Regions from separate parts of the Hordeum vulgare genome. Here region 1 is linked to region 2. Evidence: chromatin contacts called from public Hi-C data. All regions are on one chromosome and are shown on one strand. Each heading gives the region's core, a stretch centred on a gene start, on an enhancer-like site or on the middle of the called end of the contact. The rest is flanking DNA. Distances are from core to core; before and after follow the strand shown.

Region 1 (5,500 bases), core at 858-3,357, 210 kb before region 2:
ACGCCAGCTTTGCACAGCCCTGCTTTTAGTGACACATGGACTCATTTTTGCACAAAACTCCTTCTTAAAAACATATGACTGCCAGGTCTCGAACCCCTAGCACCATACACGTCTTAGCCACTGCACCACACATCTGTACACTATTTTTTTTAGACAAACGTCTGTACACTGCTATTAAGGATACCTAAGATTAATGAAATGGGCTGCGATCCGCACTGCCCCTTTTGCACTTGTTTAGTTTTCAGAAATTTGTAGAGAGCATGTAACATATAATCCCAATAATAGGATAAATTTCAAATTTTGTTCATCTATTATTCTAAATAATAATTATGAATTATAAAATGTTAATAATAACGTAAGTAATTCTTTAAATATTCATAATTTCTCAAAAAAAAATCAGAAATATTCATAATTATAAAAATTCTGTATCATTACACCTGTTTGTTTTATTTTAGAAATTCGTGGATAAAAACAAATGTTCATGTATTACTTTCAAATATTATTTATGAATATGAACACGTTTTTATAACTAGAATACAATACTTTTTAAAATTAATTTAATAAATAATATTTTAATTGTACAAGCGTTTCAATGTTTGTATAGTTTACAATATTTTGTCCAGTTCAATGTTTGTATAGTTTACAATATTCATGATTTAAAATCTACTCTGTTGAATATAAGTCATGAGTAAAAAATAAACACAAGTTGATATCTAAATTATATTAACTAAATATTTTTTATTTCAAAAGAATGTTTAAAATTTGTAGAAAATTGTGTCGCAGTTGCGTGATGGTTAGCTTATGTGCGAGTGAATCCTCATGTTACCGGTTTGAACACGCCGAATGCACTTCGTATGGTTATTAGATTATTATTAGAGTTGTTGGCGTGCTATGATATATAAGGTATACATTGTTCTTTATTACTTCTTTTGATCCGCGCTGCTATGATATATAAGGTGGTCGTGCTAAGCAAATAGTAGGTACTGTTGACGTGGTTGTTATCCAAGCAAGTGACCTAGCGGTTCATCGTCGGATCGAAATCCCGGCCCCATTATTTTGCCTTTTTATTTGAGGGACTTCCTACATTAATAAAAAAGGAGCCACTAGTTTTTCTACAAATCTATCATATGAGAACATTTACAGTGGTTAACAGCGGGCCCGCGCCATGCTGGCACCGACGGATATGTATGCCGCGTACGGTGAGAGTGACTGTATTTGAAGAACCTCGCAAGTTTAGTGACCTCAAACACGTACTTTACAATTTTGTACACGAAAGTGACCGCCGCATGCAAGTTCTAACACCTCTCGTGTATTTACCTCTTTTTTAAACTGGCGCGGGTTATCTTTTACTCCTTCCGTCTCATATGTAAGATTTATTTTGACACTAGGAGTAGTAACAAGTAAAAGGTCAGCAAAAAAAAAAAAAAAAAAAAAGCCAACCCTACAAAAATGTCGATCAATAAACAATTAGGGACGTACATTTCCCCAATCCGTACGCCCGCTACGCTTGCTCGCCTACCTCAAGCAACGCCCTCTATTATTGGCAAGCAGGGGCGGAACTGAACGTGGTGTTTGGGGGTTTAGGTGAACCCCACAAAATTCAGCAAGGCACCGAATCCCATCGGACCAGCTCCGATCGATCTAATTTACACGGAGAAAACTACGATCTACCTCGCGCGCCGCGAAAGAACAAGCCAGCAGAACCGCGGACGAAGGCAGCAATCGTCAACAAATTCCGAACGATTGGGGTCCCGGCGGCTCAATGCCACGGCAAGGCGGGTACGAAACCCCAAACAACACAACGGCGACTCGAGGGAAGGGAAGGGTCCGTACGATCAGGCTAGGATCCCTTACCTTACCGGTGAAGGGAAGGAATCAGGCCGACGCCAGCAGCAGCAGGCGTGGCTATGTCCGTCGCCGTCGCCGTCGCCGCAGCAGATTGTGGCCGTGAGAAGTCGATGGATCTGGGGAGGGAGTTGGGGAAGATGAACGGGCGAAGGAGATGGGGGAGGAGTTGATGATTGCCCGATGGTTCTGTCGCGGAGGCGGAGGCGGAGGCGAGTGGAGAGGAGGAGAAAGGAGGCGGACTTGAGGTGGTCAATGTGCACGTAACATTTAAACGAACTACGGAATGGTAGCTAGGTAGGTAGGGCCGGGGGGTGCGGGGATAGAGACGGATGCGTCGAAGGTTCCTTAACTGCGCTCGGAAATCTTCACGGATGTAGGCAGGCAATCTTAGGACCACACCGTGAAGGAAAGACTGGCACCGCGAGTAAAACAGTAACAAAACTGGCTCGTTCACTTTCCATCTTTTTTTTTTTACTTTTTTTTTTGAGTTGGTAATTTCCATCTTTGTAACGTGTAAAAGAAAGTTTTTTTACCCAAAAGAACCACTTGTCCAGTGCAATTGTCAAAAACGACCATCCCAGATTAGATTGCAAATAAAACCATCTAAACCATGACGGTACACGCATCAGCCGACACGTGGCATCTGCCGCTACGAGCGGAGGCGGTGGCCCCTGCCGCCACAAGGCCAAGCGGCAGGCGCTGCATTACCGGCCTAGACAAACGGCGATGAAACGGGATCGGTGGCCCCTGCCGCCATACAACCAGGCGACAGCTATGGGCAGGTGGCCCCTGCCGCCATGCATCCAGGCGGCATGCAGATGCATGGCCTTTCCGCTCGCCATCGCGTGAGTTTTATAATGTAGAGAGAGGTGCTTTAACAATGCCGCTCATGTAGCTATCGAGCTTCCATGGTCTTTGCATATAATAATCAGCCTAAAATGTAAAAAGTAGTTGTGCATCTTTTGAGGAAACGAGCGGCCGGGCTTTCATAGCCATGCATGTGTTATTTTTTTGTTTGCTAGTGCATGTTAGTGTTGGAAACATACCCTAGAGCCAATAATAAATTGGTTATTATTATATCTCCTTGTTCATGATAATTGTCTATTGTTCATGCTATAATTGTATTAACCGAAAACCGTAATAAATGTGTGAATACATAGACCACAACATGTCCCTGGTGAGCCTCTAGTTGGCTAGCTTGTTGATCGGAAGATGGTCATGGTTCCCTGGCCATGGATATTGGATGTCGTTGATAACGGGATCACATCATTAGAAGAATGATGTGATGAAGAAGGCCCAATCCTAAGCATAGCACAAGATCGTGTAGTTCGTCTGCTAGAGCTTTTTATAATGTCAAGTATCATTTCCTTAGACCATGAGATTGTGCAACTCCCTGATACCGTAGGAGTACTTTGGGTGTATCAAACGTCACAACGTAACTGGGTGATTATAAATATGCACTACAGGTATCTCCGAAAGTGTCTGTTAGGTTTGCACGAATCGAGACTGAGATTTGTCACTCCGTTTGACGGAGAGGTATCTCTGGGCCCATTATAACCCACAAGTATAGGGGATCAATTGTAGCCTTTCTCGATAAGTAAGAGTGTTGAACCCAACGAGGAGCTAAAGGTAGGACAAATATTCCCTCAAGTTCTATCGACCACCGATACAACTCTACGCACACTTTACGTTCGCTTTACCTAGAACAAGTATGAAACTAGAAGTACTTTGTAGGAGTGATAGGATAGGCTTGCAAGAAAGTAAAGAACACGTAAATAAAACTAGGGGCTGGTTAGATAAAGAAACAACTACGAGTGTCTAACGAGTGTGGAAAAGTGGTGGTAGGAGTTGCGGAATTGTCCCTAAGCAATTGACTACGTTACTAGATCGATAACAAGTATCATGTGGGAGAGGCCTCTGCTAGCATGTCATCCCTTACTTGGAATTCTATGCACTTATGATTAAAACTATTAGCAAGCGTCCGCAACTACTAACATTCATTAAGGTAAAACCCAACCATAGCAATAAGATATATTGGTCCCCCTTCAATCCCATATGCATCAATTTCTATGCTAGGTTTGAAGCTTCTGTCACTCTAGCCTGCCAATACATAGTCCTATCAACATACAACTAACCCTATGGTGTGATCCACGCGCGCGATCATATGATGGGAACCAAAGGATAGCAACATAACCACAAGCAAATTAAACCAATCATAGCAATTCATCAATCAGCGATAGGACAACGATAATCTACTCAGACATCATAGGATAGCAACACATCATTGGATAATAGTATGTAGCATAAAGCACCATGTTCAAGTAGAGGGTACAACGGGTTGCGGGAGAGTGAACCGCTGAATATAGATGGGGGAAGATGATGGAGATGTTGGTAAGATGACGGAGGTGTTGGTGTAGATCGCCGTCACACAATGATTTCCCGGGCGGCGTTCCGGCGCCGGTGGGAGAGAGGGGGAGAGAGCCCCCCTCCTTATTTTTCTTCCTTGACCTCCTCCCTAGATGGGAGAAGGGTTTCCCCTCTGGTCCATGGTCTCCATGGCGGCGGAGGGGCGAGAGCCCCTCCGAGATTGGATCTCTCTCTGTGTGTCCTTCTGTTTCTGCGCTCCCAGATTCTGCGTTTCACCGTTTCTTAAATTCCCGGAGATCCATAACTCCGATTGGGCTGAAATTTTAACACGATTTTCTTAAAGAAGGGCTCCAACCGCCTTAAGGAGTGGCCACAAGCCTACCTGCCGCGGGCCCACTCCCTGGCCACGGCGACAGGGCTTGTGGGCACTCCGTGCATCGCCTCGCGTTGATTCTTCTTCCCAAAAATCTTAAATATTCCAAAAAAATCCCCGTAAGTTTTTATTACGTTTGGACTGTTGGAATTATGCCCTAGAGGCAATAATAAATGTATAGTTATTATTATAATTCCTGTATCAAGATAATAGTTTATTATCCATGCTATAATTGTATTGAATGAAGACTCATTTACATGTGTGGATACATAGACAAAACACCGTCCCTAGCATGCCTCTAGTTGGCTAGCCAGTTGATCAATGATAGTCAGTGTCTTCTGATTATGAACAAGGTGTTGTTGTTTGATAACTGGATCACGTCATTGGGAGAATCACGTGATGGACTAGACCCAAACTAATAGACGTAGCATGTTGATCGTGTCATTTTGTTGCTACTGTTTTCTGCGTGTCAAGTATTTATTCCTATGACCATGAGATCATATAACTCACTGACACCGGAGGAATGCTTTTTGTGTATCAAACGTCGCAACGTAACTGGGTGACTATAAAGATGCTATACAGGTATCTCCGAAGGTGTTAGTTGAGTTAGTATGGATCAAGACTGGGATTTGTCACTCCGTGTGACGGAGAGGTATCTCGGGGCCCACTCGGTAATACAACATCACACATAAGCCTTGCAAGCAATGTAACTTAGTGTAATTTGCGGGATCTTGTATTACGGAACGAGTAAAGGGACTTGCCGGTAAACGAGATTGAAATAGGTATGCGGATACCGACGATCGAATCTCGGGCAAGTAACATACCGAAGGACAAAGGGAATGACATACGGGATTATACGAATCCTTGGCACTGAGGTTCAAACGATAAGATCTTCGTAGAATATGTAGGATC
Region 2 (5,442 bases), core at 2,936-5,435:
TCCCGCCTTGGAGGATCCGAACGCCCATTGAGCCGGCGAGATGTAGTCGCGTCGGACACCGCCCGTAGGACAGTGTGGTTCAGGTTCGACATGACGAGTGTCTCATATCCGCTTCATATTTAAGTTGAATATGAAGGGTACTGGTTAGTCCGTATATTGAAGGCGTTTGTTCAAATTATTATTTTTTAACCGTTAGTGACGCTTTAAGATGAACTTAAAAGGTCCGGTTATAGATTAGGCTGATCACATGCGTGCACTACTACTCTACTCCGTGGAGGGAGGCGACAAAGGTGGGGTTCGGCCGTCGGCACTGTGCCCTTACCTGATAGGCCGTGATAGATGGCTAGATCCGTTCTTCCTGTATGCCGTAGGCGACGCGGTCCTGCCCCTGCACTGCATGCTGCATGGACCAGGGGAGGAGGTACGTAACGTACGTAGGTTTTTGAGCGGGAAAGCCCCTCGAACCAGCGCACCGTCCCGACGCCGTAACCCACGCAGTGCGCGCGGGACCTCCCGATCCGTTCCCCGTACGTGGTAGTACGTCGCGCGTTTAACGAGATGGAGCCGCGGCCCGCGCCCGGCGTGGTCCGAGCTCGCACGCCGGCTCTGCCCCCGCCGCATTTACACGGGTGTCGCCGTCGCCATCGCCGCCGCTGGTGCTATCTGCGCTGCGCATGCATGTGCCGGTCGCTGCTCAGATCCGCACGCACGTACGGAGCGCAGTAGTACGCGCTGCACAGCTAGCCGCGCTGTGTGTCTGGCGTTCTGGCCGGATCGATCGATCGCGTGCGTGGTGCCATCTTGACTTCTTGTCCGCTGGCATGGCATCCGCAGTCCGCATCTGCTGCACCCCGCACCTGTGTGTGGGAAAATACCAGGATAAACAATATATTTTTTTGCGAGACAGGATAAACAAATTTTTAGGTAGGAAAAAAAAGCAATTCAGGAAAAAAGTCAATAATCTTCAAAACTTTTTTCAAACAAACTTGACAAGTTGACGTTTGTTTGAAAAAAGTTTGTTTGTCAATAATCTTCAAATAATCTTTTTTCAAAAAAAAATCACAGCGAAAAACTCCCGGAAATCTGTGCATACAAAATAAGTTATCCAAAATAATGTAGAGTGATACTATCTCCAGTGCTGATTTTGTTTGTTTTTTCGCCAACAATACCAGGAAATTCATTTTGTCCCCAATTTTTTTTTACGCAGGTGTAACCTTCTATCAAGTTTGTTGCCAGCAAATTTCGTATTTTTTGACCATTTTTTAAGTTACTTGTTTAAAGAAATATAGGTTGGACGTACCCCATGTTCCAATCGCCTGTCTGTATACTCTGCTTAATTGTTTCTTTTAGGTCATCTCCAACCTGGACCCATAAAACGGACATCATATTTGTCCGCCGATTGGTTTGGATTAATGCCCGGACATTAATACGGGAATTGGCCATCTAAAACTAGTTGTAAACGTTTGGTCACATATCAAACGCAATTTTACCTAAAAAAAAGCAAATTTGTTGCAAATTTAAGCAAACTGAATGGCTTTCATTCAAACTTAACAATTTTCATTTAAACATGGGCACATTCAATACGTTTTGATATATATCTACTAAACTTAGCGGATCAGGCTATTCTAGCCTAGTATAAAGGATCGCCGGCTGCGGCAGCACCAACTTCCCCACAACATGTTTTTTCCATGTTCGACAGCAAGCTGGATGGACAACCATGAGCCGCGGAAACTGAAGCTTCCTCCGCTTCTGTGAAGCGGGCAAGCTCACCAGCTGTTAGGCCCGACAAGACGATGTCGGTGGCCTTTTTGGGACCCAGGCGTCGAGGGCTTTCCATGTTCTACTCTTCCTTATTATCGAAGACCCGCTTGGCGTACCAGTCTCATCGTCGTGGCAGCTGGGTGAGCCTGACGCGAGCCGGTGACATCGTCAAATTCCTCTGCAACACCGCATCGATATTCACAAATAGAGTGTCCTTCTTTGCCTTTGGGGCACACACCGCCATCGCTAGCAATGGATTTTGCGTGCGGTGCGATAGGAAAAGAGCAACACCTTATGTTCACCCACGTCTGCCACGGCGTCCATGACGATGTTGTCATTCGCCTTGATGTGGGTGATTTGCTCCTCCAAGAGTCGATGCTCATGGAGGATCAATGGATTGTACCTCTAGTCGGCTTGCGCCTGCCGGAACACCGACTCCCGCTCTTCCATCACCATGTTGGTGAAATGTGCCCTCGCCTCGTCCATGGTGATGTCGGCATGGAATGGCGTGGGCAACGGCGCTTGTTCGTCGTCGCTCGCCTCTTTTGTCGGCCCGTCCGTGTCGTTGCCACCCAGAGATCTCGTTAGCAATCCATCATGTATTTGACTGGCTTGACAGCCTTCCAGCCGGCTGCAATGTCGAAGAGCTCCTGCATCTATTCACCGTATGGGCTGTCCCATAGGGATTTGGAGCTCCAGGCCATGATGGTGTTGCTCACATAGGAGATCATGAGTAGAGGTGTAATGCGGTTGTTGCCGGGCCTGCCACGTTTAAATAGCATGTAGATTCCACGCAAAACGACAAGGTGTTTAATGCCGGTGAGCATGAGGACAAACGGGTGGCGTCGGCATGCAAGCGCCGGAGTGGGTTTCTCGAGAACCTAACTTGTTTTAATAGAAGGAGTAGCGTTTAAATGCGGAGAGAAGGTGCGTGCACCGAGATGTGGGACGGGTCGTGCTCTCATCCAGCTTGATGTTTCAATGTCGGCTTGAGTGAGAGACTACCATTTGATTAGGTGCTTCAGTGTCGGCCTTAACATGTTAACTCAGACTTCTGGTTGGATGGTTAAAGAGACAGTGGTACCCCGCACATTAGGGTTCGAGTTCTGGTGCTCGCATTATTTCGAAATTTATTTTCGTATTTCCGCGCGATGCGCATTCATTCTAACGAGACACTCGTGTCGATGACGAAGCGTATATGGTTACTTTGTGAATCTGAAGATGATATGCCGGCTCAGTTTCTCGGAGGTGCTCAAAGAGATAGAATATGTGTGTGTGCGTTCATAAAGATGAATGTATACGCATTTAAATGCAAGGCCAGAGTGGGTTTCTCGACAATCGTACTTGTTTTAATAGAAGGAGTAGCGTTTAAATGCGGAGAGAAGGTGCATGCACCGAGATGTGGGACGGGTCGTGCTCTCAGCCAGCTTGCTATTTCAATGTCGGCTTGAGTGAGAGACTACCATTTGATTAGGTGCTTCAGTGTGGGCCGTAACATGTTAACTCGGATTTCTGATTGGATGGTTAAAGAGACGTGGTACCCCGCACATCAGGGTTCAAGTTCTGCTGATCGCATTATTTCTGAATTTATTTTCGTATTTCCGCGCGATGCGCATTCATTCTAAGGAGACGCTCCTGTCGATGACGAGCCGTATATGGTTATTTCGTCAATCTGAAGATGATATGCCGGTTCAGTTTCTCGGAGGTGCTCATAGAGATAGGATTTACACGTTTGCGTTCATAAGGATGAGTGTATACGCATTTATATGAACGTTTTTGCGTTTGTACTGTGTTAAAAAAACTAAGACTGCGTATTGGTTAGGTGCTTGATTTTTTTTGAGCATTAGATCTACATCCAACGGCTACCATGACAACGCATTGTTGTCGTGGTTGTTGTTCTTCTTTTGCACCATCAACCGACGCCGGCGTAACCGTCCACATCATGCGGTCGGCAGCGTCACAGCGCCTGCCCCGCCCTCCCCTGAACCGCCATCTACCGTCATGCTGGGACCGCCCCGTCCATCCCTCTAACCCCTCCCCCGTTCTACAGCGTCGGGGATGACCCCGCACCCCTAGCCGAACAGCCAAACCTCGGACTCGTCGTGGCACCGCCGGCTCCCGCTCATTCACGACTTGCACTCGCCGTAGAGAGTCCGCGGCCTTCCCGCTGAAATCGACGAAGTTTCAGTCGCATGATGCTTGCCAAAGGCACGAAACTTAGAACGTTACGAATTTACTAGCAGCACAAAAGCATTCTCTTTCTGTTGCTTCAAGTTGGTACTCCTACAAGTCTATACAACTGAAGCAGCTCCCCGAAAGCAGAATCCAAGTGCCCACCCCCACCCGTCCATCCCGTGTGGACCCGTGTAACAACGACGATCGATCTGCCGAGCCCTGGAGCCGGGAGAGGATCCGAGGCGCGGCCGGGCTGGACAAGCAGGATCGGGTCACAATCACATCAACGGAAGAGTACCACCTAATCATCCCTCGTATAGCCATAGCCAGGTCCCTGGTTAAAGCGAGACGTTATCTAAGAATATTTGGGGACATACATGCGGTAACCAACCCGTCAATACATCCAACCATCCAATTAGCTTCACGTGAAATCAACGTACGTGACGAATCTAGCTAGCGTGGTCGCTTGCTCTCGACCTTTCGGCTGCACGTTAGCGTTGTTCGCCCGTGTTTGGCCGCATACCCCGGTGGTCGATACTATACTCTACCCGCTACCAAATCGTCGTTGGCTGGCTCCTTGTTTAAGCACTGGACTAGAGTGGTGCTCGTTGGAATAAGATGGGTCGCTTTGCTCTTAGATTGCGTGGCCCCGTACGTGATGGGACTGCCCACTACCTAGCTAGCTAGCCACATGCACCAAAAGTGTAAGCCAGTAGGACAGTTGGCATCATAGATCAAGATCAGTCATTAGTGACAGCACAAACCACGAATCAGTCATTAGTGACAGCACAAAGCACATTCTTCCAGCTCCCTAATTTAGCAGTATCGTCACACCGTGGGCCCAAGCAGGCATAATATATAACTAAAGTAAAGAGAGATGGGAGGCTACAATGGGCAGTTGGGCACGTCACACATTATGTGCCTGTGTTTGAAGTTAATCTAAGACACTGTTTGGTTCCTAAGTCCTACGACTTATTTTGTCTCAACTTATAAGTCCTAAGTCCCTAAAAAGTTCCTACCTGTTTGGTTCTTAAGACTTAACATGGACTAAAAGACTATATTACAACTACAAGTCCCTATAAGTCCTTACTTAAGAGTCTTATTTCATAAGTCCCAAATACCCATTTTAAGTCCCTATAAGTCCCTCCTGTTTGGTTTAGATGAGACTTAAAGAGATTTATAAGTTATGAGTCCCTAATAAGTCCCTATAACCAAACACCTCCTAAACACCAACAGCTGTAAGAGCATCTCCAATAGCCGTTCAATCTATGGCACGCCAAAAATCAGTTTGCAGCGCGTTGTTCGCCTGTATTGGCGCGGCGGTCAGCGCTGGCTCCATCAGGCGCGCTAAAATGCAGCGCGCGCGTAGCTCCAGCAGGCGCGCTAAAATGCAGAGCGCGCGAGCAACCGATACTTGCCATATGTTGCATTTTGGACACATTTTAAACACAAAATCAATCTCAAACATCAAAACAAAGACATGACATAATTTAAATCACACAAACA

What was found. Hi-C and Micro-C count contacts between places; a contact is called where the count stands out from the background.
Region 1: a contact with region 2 is called in a Hi-C map of leaf, with 4 times the contacts expected there. The contact joins the promoter of LOC123403439 here to the enhancer-like site in region 2. A contact is called at or near these places in 3 of 6 Hi-C or Micro-C datasets (leaf and seedling).

What each region holds. Positions count from the first base shown.
Region 1 is chr6H:495,769,505-495,775,004 of MorexV3_pseudomolecules_assembly, reverse strand. LOC123403439 (probable RNA-dependent RNA polymerase 1) reads right to left here and starts at 2,107. Exons shown (of 5, transcript XM_045097379.1): 1 at 1,860-2,107.
Region 2 is chr6H:495,562,099-495,567,540 of MorexV3_pseudomolecules_assembly, reverse strand. No RefSeq gene overlaps it. Among protein-coding and RNA genes, the nearest start is that of LOC123405670, 67 kb to the right of the region's middle. Within about 2 kb of position 4,185, at least 3 of the 3 cell types and tissues checked have open chromatin away from gene starts, as enhancers often do. A contact at or near this core is called in leaf and seedling, where this site is marked.